Regions from separate parts of the Drosophila melanogaster genome. Here region 1 is linked to region 2. Evidence: chromatin contacts called from public Hi-C data. All regions are on one chromosome and are shown on one strand. The core of a region is the stretch at or near the end of the contact, and the rest is flanking DNA. Distances in the headings are between cores, read along the strand shown. Region 1 holds the start of Asator (asator,). Region 2 holds the start of Rnf11 (Ring finger protein 11).

Region 1 (7,494 bases), core at 2,027-4,526, 170 kb after region 2:
ATTATTGTGACATGTAAGATTTCACCAGAAGTAAACCTAAGAACAACCCCATTGTAAACAGTCCCTTAAACATAAATAATATGTGTATCTAGGGTATTCCTTTCCGTCAGTTTCGTCAATGAGGTACTATTTTTAGCTACTACTTTTTAAAGTGTTGTTAAACTGTAACAGGAAAAATTCCAAGCCTATAAAGACATTGAATTTCCATTGTATTTAAAAATGTTGCACAATCATAGAGGACACCAGTTGTGTGAATCTTTCTAGCACATATTTCATTTGCCCACTTAGTAGAAAGACGGTAATATACATTTAGGTCTGAGCCGGGAATTTATGCACAATAAACGACAGCATATGGAATTTTATCGATTTTCATGTAATGTGTCTTATAGAATGTCGTTCCCAGATATAATATTATTTTATGTTGCCTTGTTCATTCGGCATAGAAAATAAGTTACTTTAATCCTTGTAAAACATCCTTTTTTTGAAATTAGTACTTTACCCCCAGTCCAATAGCATGCTAATTGGTAAATCGTGTAAGATATAACCAGAAATTGAGGATTTAAAACTAATAGTCCTTCGAAAATCTATCTTTAAATGGTTATCTGCTCCTCAGAATAAAACATAATATCTGTACGTACATTTTATATATTTAAAGAAACTTCTGTCCAAGTTTTGTGTCTCACAACCCCCGCCTAAGTTGGTGGCTGTTAAAACTGGGTTTTTTCTAAATAAATGTATACATACCAGGAGAATGTGGATTCTACTTGGGAAAATGTGAACTTTAAATATATATATATTTGTATTTTATGAACAAGTTAAAAAGTATTCACAAATATTAATCGCTTTCCTATTGATTTCCTTTTATTGGCGGTGAAGCACTTTTATTGGCACGATGAAGCACATGCCTCAACTTTTATTGACGATGTTTAGCTTTAATTATTTGATTTAAACACAGTACATGAACATAAAATTACTAATCTATAAGATTTGTATGATATTGTATATTTAAGAGTTTTCACGGAATAAAATGCACGTATCGATTTTTAAGCTTCATTGAGCTTTTCCGTCCAAGTAAAGTTCTCTGTCTGAACTCAAAGCCAGCTGACAACAAATAAGCTCCCCTTCCTGGAGGGAATTGCGCATGCTCACTGCAGCAGTATAATGCGTCGGTACCAACTTGACTACAGCTAATAAACGAATAACAGTAAGAACTTTAAAGATGATTTAATTACATTCCTAGTTTATGCCATGGATAGAAGGTCTGATTAGAGCTGCACGTATGTATAAAAGTCAGCGTTTGCAAATAATTTTATAAGTAGAATTTTCAAAAACATAAATAAATAAATTGTCGAACCCATTGATACTCCTGGTGAATTTCAAAATGATCGCAGTGCTTATAACAACATGTAATACATGATACTGGTATAGATTGGATTTGCTGAATAAATTCAGTCAGTTTTTATATATTTGTAAAGTGAATGTCAGGTCGATTTACGTTACTTAATTTACTTGTTTGTATTAGGTTTTGCAGAAAACTACGACCCAAAAGTTGTATAATACTGAAACAAACATTTAACTTTCGATTTCCTATATTTGCTAAGAATTTATATTCGTTAGTAATACAGTTTTGTCCAAGTTCCATTTGAACCATACATTGTATACCCTCATCTTTTGTTTGAATATTGAATTATCCCTTCGAAAGGCATAGACAAAACAATTCAAACGTGGGGAAGATGTAATCTTAGTGGACATGAAATATTATAAAGTATCTGGAAAACAGATAGAAGGCAAAATTTCGACGATATAGAGTATATAAATTATATTAACAGGATCAATAGCAGAGTCGATGTTGTAATATCCGTCCGTTCGTATGAACGTCGAGGTCTCGGGAGCTATAAAAGCGGGACTTGTAACAGTGTAAGTTTCTATAAAACGCTGTCACTCTATAGCCTACAACAAATTAAAAAAAAAAAATTCCACCAATAAGCACAATTTAGAAAACTGGGCGATTTTCTGTACGCTTGCATTATATCAAAGGCCCGCTTAGGACCGAGTCTAGTCGAGTTCATATATATGAAAAGGCTTTCTGAATTTTAGAACGTTTTAAAGTATATAATTGTTGTATTGTTACTGTACTTTTTCTATTCCTGTTAGGTCGAACACACAAAAATTCATTAGGTTAACTGCCGTAATTCCACCGCTAGAGTTAGAAATAGCTGCCGTTCTAATTCAATACTTCGTCAGCTTCGTATTATCGTTATATATTAATATTTATATTAATCGTTATATTTTCCACATTTCCGTCCTACCGTGTGACATATTAACAAAATTCATCGAAAATTAAAAAAAAAATTAACAACACTGCTCTTTTTTTGCATTTTTAGATACCAAATAATTTTCAGTTTTAATTTTCTTACATATATGTTAAAGAAGAGTATGAGTCCAAAACATACCTGAGGTACTCCTGCAAATGCATGATGGCAAAATTCTGTGCTGTCCTTAAACTTAGATATCTTAGAACTTGATTTAATGTATTTTTTTTATTTTCTAAAATATGGAAAAAACTATCAATTTGTATCGGTATTTTCACTTCTTCAAGAACACATATGAGTGTGATTGAAATTATTCATATAATCACGTAGTAATATCACAAGTAACATATAAGGATTACTCAAAGCAGCCTAATCATAACTGTAAGAGCGAATACTTTGTGCGTGATATAATCGTTTGTTGTTTTTAATTTTATTGCAAAACTACTTTAATTGGACGTAAACTGTAATTCTATTCTGTTGTAATCCTGTAAGTAGGTTAATTATTGCTTGAGAGCAATTTACTGTATTAATAATAATCTATACAATTATTTAGATTAGCTCACATCACTTATCGTCTGTATTTATGATTACGTTTATTTACGTTATATAGGCAAATGTGTCTATTTTTATATACTGATTTAATTATAGAGAAGTTCCGTAAAAACGTCGAAAAAATAACAACGCGGAATTCGCGTGATCCACTTGTATCCACATGTTCACATGACCACATTTGTAAATTTATTATTTTTAAGACGATCACATTATAATAAATTTATCAAAACGAACAGCAAAAAGTTGATTTACATTTGGTACTTTAAAATTTGTCTTTATAAAATATTTCTTATTGTCGGCAAACCTATTGTTTTGCACCAATAAAATATTTTACTAAAAGTTGTAATTAAGAAATATATTGTTCTATCAAATGCTTCCCGCTGAATCTTTAGGCATTCTGTGCATCGAACTGATTTTTTAGGTATATACTACGGTATTCAGATATGTGTGTATAGGTGAATAACATAAACAGCTATCTTTAGTCTCCCCAAACTTGCAGCCATTTGAGATGATATCTTCAAGAAGGAATTATTTCAACATATATATAGCGTGTGTTCTTATATAATATATGACATTTTTTAGGAAAGTCGGGAGTAAAAGCTTCACTTCAATTTTGAACATTGCTACGATTATATTTCCGCCTCTATATTTAATTTGTTTGGTCTGGTTCCGTGTTTGAACCTGGGTTAGGACATAAACCACGTTCCAGTTTAATCCAGGGCTAATAAAAAATATATATCTACAGGGGCAATCTCAGAAGATTCTATCCATGGTTTCTCTTGAAAGGTTTTAAAGCATTTTAGACCTATTTTTACACGTAGACTTCAACATCTGTTCTCCGTCAGTCATAGAGTTGCCAGACAATTATTTAATTAATTTAAAGGATTTCCAAAAGTATTGTTCGTAAATAAGTTCGTAAATTTTGGGAAAACCAGAGCACTTAAAAACGAAATCAAAATATTTTGATCAAATCAAATTCGAAAAAAATATACGATTACTGCAGCGTGTAGAAATCGATAGTATATTTTTACTATTTCCTCATATTCCAACACGAAATCTATGGACGGCTCCGTTAATCGATCCATTCGATATTAAATTGTGGTTCTGCAACTGGGAAAAAATTAAGGAATTTACTTGAACTACTCAAAATTCCAAAAGGTGGCGCTGCATGTACATCAAGAATTTTACAGGTCAGCTTATTACTTTTTACATAGTTACTCTGTATGTCTGAATTTTGTTTATGTACGACGAGCCCCTAAAAGGAATTTGATGCAATACGTTTCTCTAAACAAAAACAAAGATTAAGCAAATGAGACAGTTAATTATTACCTGTAATTCAAGATTATAACTGTATTTGTATGTATGTATCATTGGCAGCACCGTATGCTATATGTTAGCAGCGCTAGGATCAAAAATTTATGTATATTATATGAAAAAAAAGGGTTTGTTACCTCGTCTACCATTCTAAGGAGTGAAAGCCCCCTTTAAACTAGTATAATCTATGTCAAAAAGAATACAATAGTAAAATTGCAATCAATTTTGTTGATTACTAGACAATAACTGTGACTCTGGTCCCTAAAGAAATCCTAAATCAAAGATTTCAAGAAGAAGGTCTTCTATGTTGGAAAAAACATATGTATGTCTCCTAATCTATGATTCAGGGACTGTTTTCGTGACCGGATTCCGCAACTGTGCAACGTATTCTTTAATTTTTTATAATTACCTAATTCTATTTACTAAGATATATTGCTGCAACTAAACACGTAATATTTGCCATTTTGAAATACCAGAAATATACAGTATAAATGTGAGGGTTAAAAACTGAACAACGCATAGTTTTCCGCTTCAAATATCATACAGAAAAGGGGTTAAAACGTTTAAATTCTTGTGACAGCTGAATTGATTTTCCGAAAGAACGTTTTCGGTGGTGTGGATGGATTCGACGTAAATGTTAATAATGTGCAACAAAATCAATATTGAAATCAATATAAAAAACTGTACCCAGCAGCAGTTGTTTGTCACCCTCAGTAAAAAAGTACACCCCCAATACATACTTACAAGTGCCATATACATATACATATATGTACATGTTCAAAGTTAAAAACAAAAAATGAAGTTTTATTATTGTATTCTTTATATGGTAGCGTTGCAAACTTCGACTGAAATCAATATACCCTCTACTCGTAGAGTACTCTACTCTACCCGTTACTCGTAGAGATGTGAGTGCGTAACAAGGAGCCTTTCCGATCCTAACTGACTCGACTTGGCCAGGACCGGATGCCCGTCTATCTGTATGGCCATCCGCCATGTCTCTCCGTTTGAGGGCTGCGATCACGGAAAAAACTAGGAAATTGAGATTAGGCATAAGTAAAGCGGACGCAGATCAAGTGCCAGGCCCTTAAAATGTTTTCATTTCTTTTCATTTTAATATTTCTATTTCCACGCCCAGTCTTACTTTTAAATGTTGGCAAGTCAATAATTTTGAAAAATGTTTTAACTTTCTTTAATTTTCTTTTTTCTCTCCAATTTCTATGGATATTTCAGCAATATTTTAAAATATATTTCTAGCTCGTATATCAATGTGGAGAGCAGTCCACGTAGTGACTAAGCGCCCCAGGAGATTTGCAAAGGCGACTACTATATAATCACGAAGAATTGAAATCTGTAGTCCAATCATAGTGATACACCCAATAGAAAAGTAACACAAAATCTAAAGAAAAAAATCTACAGTTCAGTGACAAAGTGTTGACAGTGATAAGCAAATTGAATTTTAAATCCACAATAACACTGTATATTATGTGCCTTCGGTTACAACTTGTATATAGTATGTAATCCGTTAGGAACATATTTAGCTTGTGTTTGGGATTTAGAGGCCGAAATGCCTTTTAATTAAAGTTTCTGGTAAAAATAAAAAAAAAAATAATAATAAAAATATTAAAAAAAAATAATATAAAAAAAATAAAGAGAGTACAATTTGATAATTACCAATGCACGCATCTGCCATGCCATGTTACCCTACTTAATTCTTGACATTCAGATTAATAATGATCAACAATTTTCATTCATAAGTATTTTATTACACTTACAAAAATTTTATTGGCCATGGTTAATCGCAAAAAGTTAACTCACCTTCTTTATTTCTGTTAGCAAACCTGAGTCTTATAATTTCTTGTTTGATAATTAAATTGTTTATACTGCACTCACGCTGCGTGTTGACACGATTTTACCTGCAATGGTGAGGCTCTGGTCGTTCTTTCGCGCACAGTCAGGGTCAGAGGTCACCAGAAAGGAGAGTGGACAACAGAAGTAAAAGCATTCCTCAAAGCGACAAATAAGCACATGCATAAATGGTGCGTGCGTGCACATACTGGCATACCTTCGATGCTCTGCTGTGTGCGCGCACATGCATGCATACAGCCACAAACATACATGCATAATTACATACATACATACATAAAATCTTACACACATGCATACATTTGTACATTCCAAGGGGCACTGGGGATGCTTCTGTTTCATCGCCGTGGATGATCTCGTTTTTTATGTACCTACGCAAGCAGATACATACATACATAAACATACATACATACAACATACAACGCCGAGTTTTTTGTTTTCGCTTTTTTTAATTTTAACCCAGGGTGGTGGTGTTCCAACTGCACAAGCAGGCGGAAGAAAGGTGGCAAAGAAAGCCCACTCCACCCGAATCTCTTGGTCCCTTGCCCAGGACCTCGGGACCCAGGTCCTGTTCTCCGTTACTGGTCGCCGTACCCTGTTTTCGACGCACACTTGGCTTTCCTCTGCACCACCACCAACTTCATTATAATTTTGTCGGGGTAGTTTTTTTTGTGCGCTCGTAACGGGGGTCCGCAACGTTGGTTCGGGAATACGCTTCGCTGTGGATGGCATAAGAACTGGATTTGTGTGGACTCGAAGGGAATTCACTTGAGACTAAGCCCAACGACGAGAATGGCACCCCCAAAGTTTTTTGTCGGTCTGTGAAAAATTGGATAAAAAATTCTTGGCAGTTTTAGCATCTGAAATTTCCAGCATTGAATTATGGAAAATCGATTTTTCGGTCTTGCAAAAATGAAAGGACATCTACCCTCGTCACATACATCGATGTGTATTCAAGCATACATACATACATATGTGTAAATGTAAATGGCCAAATGTATGGGCGTTCTTGATTTGTGTACATTTTGCAATTCATCGGACTTATTTATGTAACGACGCTTCTACTTATTAGCGATACCTCCTGATAGTACAATAGCGTATTCCTCGAACTTCTGTGGCAATATGGAAAGAGAGCAAATCCGCTCGGCTGTTAATAAAAGAAGACATAATTTCATTAATATTTAAGATGGTGGGCTTCACAGAACGCAACGAGCACTAAATCAAATGTTTGTGGTGGTCACGATCTGCCCCATTCCAACAAAAAAATATGTAATTATTTCTTAATAAATACTTTTATATCTAAACGTGAAAAAGAAAGCAAACGTATAAATCAAACATACATACGAATCATGATTCCCAAAAGCAAAACCGCAGTAGAAATAAGTTGATTTTAATCAATTTTCATACAGTCATTTGGTAATGAAGCTCAGAAATACGTTTTTAAAATCGTAAT
Region 2 (6,967 bases), core at 3,713-6,212:
CCTTTAGGAGTATCAACCATTCGTTTAAATCGCCAAGATAAGGACGCAATAGAACGGGTATATAGGAGTGAATAATTATATATGGACTGTCGAGTTACTTAATATATTCTTCTTCTAGCTAAAAGCTCTTGGATTCCCAGAGGCCCTTGTACTGCAAGCGTACTTCGCTTGTGAAAAGAACGAGGAACAAGCAGCTAATTTTTTGCTATCGTCTAGCTTCGATGATTAGGATGACAAAATGTAAGAAGTTATGCAAATAACACCGGAAGCGTTACATTTAAAGTTAGATGTTCTTAAATTAAATGTAAAATGTCGATCATAAAAATTCTTTTATATTCTTTTAATACCGTCGGCGTATTGTACTTGTTATTTGTTAAAAATTGCAGCCATGGGTAAAATAGAGTTACGATGTCATTTTTACTAAATATTTCACCACGACATTGTCTTCAGCATAAGACTGCAAATGTCTACAAATTTATCTGTGCCAATCCATGGTAGGGAGGCCTTGGATTAGGCCTTCACCTAATGGATGGCAAAGTATATTTCTAGTGTGTGTATTTCTAGTGTATATGCAATACACACATTAATTATTTTAAGGTCGTATTAAGCTAAAGAAGTCTTATGATTTATTCTTTCCTTATCTTGGTTGATTTATAAAATATTTTTTTGACTAGTGGGAGTCCACAATTAAGTCACTTAACACATAAAGTACTTTTTGTCGTCCTGGATGTTGGACATATGACTAAAATATATTAATCATTGTATTACATAAATTTCGTGTTTTTTTATTGTAAATAATGTCCGCAATTATGCCCTAATAAGCTGTGGCGTCTCTTTGGTGATTCCTTTCAGGATGAGTCGGAGAAATAAAACAATTTCATTAATTGCATGACATTCATAACAATTCTATAGTCGAGTGCCTCGACTATCAGATACCCTTTACTCACGAAAAAACTAATTAAAATTTTTATAAATATTTTTTATTGCTTATTTTTACAGGAATAAATGTTCTCCAGTTTTACAGTACTTAGATTATCATTAATTTACAAATATACAAAACTGTAGAACATTTGGACTTATGATACTTTTCTGCTTGCCAATTAATACGACAAATATAAAACTCGAACATTGTAATATGCATTATTAATGCAAAGAATTCTACACTTTAATATTAATAAATCTCTAATAGTTTCATGTATGGCTATGGTCCCCTCTATAATGTTGCTACAATTATAAATCTTTCCTGACTCAATGTAGATTCAAAGACACAAGAATTATTGGTAGATTTGGTAGAACGCAGGTAAGTGGAAAGAGAAGCACTCGTTAATACTTCTTTCCTTGACACGTTCCAGAACTTTAGACTGGGTCGAATTAACTTTATAAACATGGGCATACCCACCGGACCACAAATAACGTTATTCTAGTGTCTTTGGTTTGACTGTGTTAATGACAAATCTTTAAGCTCAAAATTGTAGTATAGAAACTCTTTGGTGACCATTGACACGAATAGGACTGCCGACCACAGTGACATACATATAAAGTGAAAACATACACATTTATGTGGAAATGGTCTGGCAACGACGAAAGACAAGCTTCACAGCTTATCTAACGACAAATCAAAAAGTTAGAACGATAGAGTGGTGTTTACACACAAACTACCGGATTGATGTACACTTTCTCATATCGATATGACGCAACCTAGTGATTTTGGAAGTATTAGTAAGATGCTACGCGGTGAAAAGATACAAAATATTATAAGATTGTATATATGTAAAGGGAAAACAATTTATCCTAATTTGAAACAAATCCATGCTACAAGTAATTGAACATTTTACCAAATTTTGTCGATTGTGCCCAAGGAGAAGAGAATCGAGATCAGGTTTCGGAATGGCAACGAAAAGGAATAGTACGCAAGTCGGCGCCGAATTTCGCCAGCAGACTCGTCATAGTCAAAAACAAAGATGGATCAACTTAACGCCATGGTTTAAAAAACTGCCTAAAACTGCAGTCAGCAAAGCTATTTGTCGTCGTGATTTTGGGAAACAGTTTTTTTCACGTTCTAGTAGAAGAGAAGTGCCCATAATACACATCATTTATAGCCAAAGAAGTTTTTAAAGATCTTTGCTAAGATATGATTCATATTTACAAGACAAGACAAGAACAGCGGAAATAAAGAACGCGCGAAAAATATTCCGCAAAGAAGTTGAGCAGAATTAAAGTAGAAAAGACGCAGAAAGGTATCTATAAATGTAGAAAGTCATAGCAGAAGTAGTTATAGAAATCCGTAATCTAAGGCCGTAACAGAAGACGTTATCCAGTAAACCAATGGTGACATTGCCAAGCTGCCTTTAAACCGTCTCTTACTTTTTACTACCATTCTGAGAACGTAAACTATCCATTGTTATTAAATACAATAAAAACATATATAATTATAAATTAACATATAGTATATAGGAGCCGGAGTCAAAATTCTGATGCCAATGAATTCGGCGCCGACTTGCGTACTATTCCTGCCTGCGCAAGTCTAAATATTAAAGTAAAATATTTCTTGCACTACTTTTTGACCTTCCTCATTTTGCTTGGTTTACTCACAATACATTCTCGTATAAGGCCTCTCAAATCACTCAACTTTACAGAAAGCTGACAAAAGTTGACGTCGGTACCAAATTTGACTTTCATGCGACAATTCATTAAATTCAAAATCTTTGTGCAAAGCACTTAATGTTAATAATTGTATATCCGAGAAATTAAACCCAATATATTTATAGCTTAATATCCCTTAACTTTTACTTCATCTTATTTGACAAAAATATATGTATTACTACATTACTAGTGATTATGTCCAAATGTTATAATTAGGGGTAGCAGTGCGCCGCAAATCAGAATTACCAATTCACTATATTTTAGTGCTTGAATACTATTGCTTCCATTTATATCATTCGTAGCAACACCTCGAGATTCCTCTAGCAAACAATAATCATGCTGATCGCTTTTCGTAAATCCCCCTTGGGTAAGCTCTGGTAAAACATGCACAGTTGCTACGTACAAAAATGTTCCAGCGGAGAATAGCATAGCTATACCAGTGGCATTCACGGAATTTAACGTGTCCTTCTGCTCCTGTCCGATCCCAAAATACGTTAAAATAGTCATAAGGGGAGCCGACAGGGAAAATAAGACTAGGTGTCTGCGAATTTGATGTCTGTCTACTTTTTCGTGCAGTAAGAATGTCACTAATCCAAATGCTGCTGGTGCCTTATGAAGCATTATAGCTAAAAATACAATTATCTCAACGTCTTGATGGCTAGTGGTGGCAGCTGCTCCCAATGCAACTCCATCAGCTGCAAAAGAACAACAATTTTTAAGATATGGTGGGTACACCAATATAAGCTTCTTTACCTGCGGCATGCACAACCAATCCAAGAGTTAGTGTGGCATTGTTTTTTTTATTACTTCCAACATTACTCTTCCGCTGAGAGATGTCCACCAACATCATGAAGACAAATCCAAGCACAAGAGAAAGTCCAATGGTCTGTGAGTAATCTGGTTGCTCCGGAACTGATGTCCGTTTTTGGGATTGGCCACTCCCCACATACAATGATCGAATGCCCTCCGGAATAATAACAACGAGAGCAGTTCCCACTAACAATCCAGCTCCCAGCACAGTGACACATTTTAGCTTTTCCTTTAATGACATTTATTAAGTAGAACAAATTAATGCACTAGTGGTGCTCCAAATACCTCACATTAAATTTTTTTTGTATTTAAAATGCCATTGTTTAGTACCGACCTCGCTTAATTTCATCAGCATCGGTATGCTCCCTGCCAAATAAGACCCCACAAGCATAACCAACACTAATAAAATGAGAATTATTGTCTCCTCAGCCATGATTGCCCAACTTAATTTTAATGAGCATAATACCATCAAAGCTACATGTTTTTGCCAACTCAATCGCTAGAGATGAGCCTTATTAACATTTTAACAACGCATATAGCAGCAACCAACTGTGGAACTTATACCATATTCTACAATAACACTTCAACCAAATTAACATCTCATACCACAACAGAACTATACAATTTGTTTTCTTCTCATCCCGTTAAAACTCGCGATCCTACAGACGTACGAAATTTTCCCAGACTGTGAACAATACCTTTAAGTTATTATATTTCATGTCTTACCCACTGGCTTATTATACAAACTTATTGAAAACGGTTTTAGATGGTCCGATACAAATGTATGATACCATTTTTAATTTATATATAATATATATAAAACATATATAATATAATATAATATAATATATATAATATAATATAAGATAATATATATAATATAATATATAATAATATATATAATATTATATAATATAATATAATATATATAATTTATATATAATATATATTTAGAAATAGTACCAAGCATTCTCAACCGACTTTTAACCGATTTTTTATTTGCTCTCATGTGAAATTTAAAAAAAAGAAAAAACCTTTAATGGTTTTAAGAATAATTGTTCGAATGGAGCTAGTGAACCAAATTTTCTTTAAGCTATTGTTTATCGGAAAATTTAACTTGTTCGCAAAACCTATAGTAGTTGCTCTACCTTTTACTGGTTATGATCGGTCACCAGTTAATTTTAATATTTTAAATAAATTCTGTAAATATATTAAAGTGTGCGGTATATAGTATTTTCCTGGTGTCACCGTGTGTTATCCTACAATAATTGCTCATTTGGCTTATCTATATATCGTCAGAAATCACATAACATAAAAAATTCTAGATCCTTATAATTTATTTATTTAATAAGTTATTTAGGGATACATCACTCTCTCGTACTACATGGAGGGTTGTATTCCGTATTATGATTGTATAGCGCAACGTGAGAATGTAATTTATCTCAGTGCACAACGTGTATTACACCATTTACATAAACAGTTTGGTAACCTAAGGTCATACTATTAACAGCACTGTTGATTTTGGTTTATTTATTGTCAAATAGGTAAAAAGTCTAAGCATATGGAATAAATCAGGCTTTATTAAATCGAATCTAGTCTAATTTCAAAGAAAGTCACATTTAATGTTTTTTTTTTTTTAAATCAACTAACTAAATTGTTTCTGTTTATTATGAAAGTTGTGTATACATATGTGCATTTTATATACATGCATGCGTACTTATTAATTTAAGATTTCTTGGGGATTGGTACTAATTGGTACTGTATATGTGAGTTTTAAACGTTTCATTATTTTGCTAATTTCCGATAAACTTATAAAATTAAATGAAAATAGAATAAGTCGTCCAAGGTTTTTAAGAATAGATGGATCACGAATATTTGCACCTTCATCTGGCGTTCAGAATTGGCAAAAACAGGATTCTTCCAACGTTGAGTGACGAATCGTAATCAAACAAATACATCCATATAATTTAATGAATATCTCGTTTTGTAACACTATTTTTTTATTAGTTACTACAATTTGCTCAGTGCGGAGTAAAGGTAATGCATCAATAAATAAACAATCGTTGTGTGATGTACAAGTGTTCATCGCAAAGTTTAAAACGAGCCAAGCCAAATCGCGTATGAAATAGTATAATAAATCTTTTAGCGATTGGTACTTCCCCTTAACAAGCGTGTGTATAAATATCCTTAAAAGTAAAGTCCAATGTCAATGTAGTGTAAAACATACACGATAAGGATATTCAACAGATTGAAAGTATCTAGACGTCCATATGAAAAAAATATCATCATATCATATATCAATTTCCAGTTTTTAAGGAATGGAAAGTTTTCTTCAGTTTTTTCCGTTAAGAAACAAAAATTTTTTTAAGTAAAGGTGTAGAAATATTAACTATAACAGATCCTAGATTTTATATCATTATACGCGGTACTCGTTTTTTTTTGAATATTTTTATGTCTTGGCAATCTTTTATCGATAAACAACACATCGAGATTTTGCAGATGTGGGGTGATATGAAGTCAAAAAACATATGTTACCCATCAAACTACGATGCAAGTTTGGTAGAAAAACACTATTTACCTTCGAGACCAATTTTGCTCCTTGGCCCAACCAGTTTCCACTTTTTATGTCTTCTTTAGTTTCGGCCAGGTCTATTGGCGGCAGGTATTTCCTTAATCCTTGTGGCCGCACAACTTTCAAGATTTAAGCTCTATGTGGGAGCTGCATATAGAGGTTTTGGTTTCCCAATCGGAAATTTTTGCAATCGTGATTTTTCTCGTTCGCTAAAACAAAAAAAAAAAGCTTTTCTTTGGCTCGGTCGCGTAAATGGTCTTCTTTGATCTTCCTTTTACTTTGTGTTTGTTATGTACAACTTTTAAAAAAAAGCTTACACTGCATTTAAATATAAAGTTTTACAACTTAACTAAAATACAAGATAAAACGAGCCGTATAAATTTTCTTTACGTGTGCATATATTTCAGTTAAATCTTCGAAAAACGCATGAAATGGGTAATTGCTTAAAAATTAGCACTTCAGATGACATTTCACTTTTACGCGGCAATGACAGTCAAATCAGCGGGACACAGCCAGTGTATCATGTAAGTACCAATGCACGGGTGCGAGTTTTAACGATAATCGTCGATTTAAAGAAGTCCAAAATTTACTAATTTGTAGTCTTTTAATCTTCAACAATTACATTAAAAATGTTTTTTATGAGTTTATCGAAATATTCTTGGTCAATAATTATTTTTAAAGCAAAGGTTTTGTATAAAACCTGGCCTTCGAAACTAATTTTTTGATTATTCTTAACGAAGATATTTGCAAAATAATGTATTTTTATACTCAGTTTTCTCTGTGACAGTTTCAAAAAAATTTCCCGAAAATAAAAGTGTTGAGAAGAAAAATTTTTCTAACTTGTAAGATACTATTAAATAGTAAAGTAAATGGCATCGCTATAAATTTTTGAGGAATTATGGATTACTTGGCAATCAAAAAAAAGGAAATTATTGGGCATTT

What was found. A called contact is a pair of places that touch in the nucleus more often than the background predicts.
Region 1: a contact with region 2 is called in a Hi-C map of the Kc167 cell line, with 4 times the contacts expected there. The contact joins the promoter of Asator here to the promoter of Rnf11 in region 2. A contact is called at or near these places in 4 of 107 Hi-C or Micro-C datasets (the Clone 8 cell line, the Kc167 cell line, the ML-DmBG3-c2 cell line and 1 more).

Annotation. Positions count from the first base shown.
Region 1 is chr4:482,757-490,250 of dm6, forward strand. It overlaps Asator (asator,), which reads right to left and starts at 3,277. Exons shown (of 14, transcript NM_001272127.1): 1 at 2,454-3,277. The coding sequence starts at 2,476.
Region 2 is chr4:309,961-316,927 of dm6, forward strand. It overlaps Rnf11 (Ring finger protein 11), which reads left to right and starts at 4,963. Exons shown (of 4, transcript NM_001272124.1): 1 at 4,963-4,997; 2 at 6,433-6,549. The coding sequence starts at 6,457. It overlaps Zip102B (Zinc/iron regulated transporter-related protein 102B), which reads right to left and starts at 4,127. Exons shown (of 3, transcript NM_001297784.1): 1 at 3,788-4,127; 2 at 3,397-3,682; 3 at 970-3,338. The coding sequence starts at 3,886. The coding sequence ends at 2,830. Rad23 (Rad23,) reads left to right here. Exons shown (of 5, transcript NM_001272123.1): 4 at 1-57; 5 at 119-862. The coding sequence ends at 229.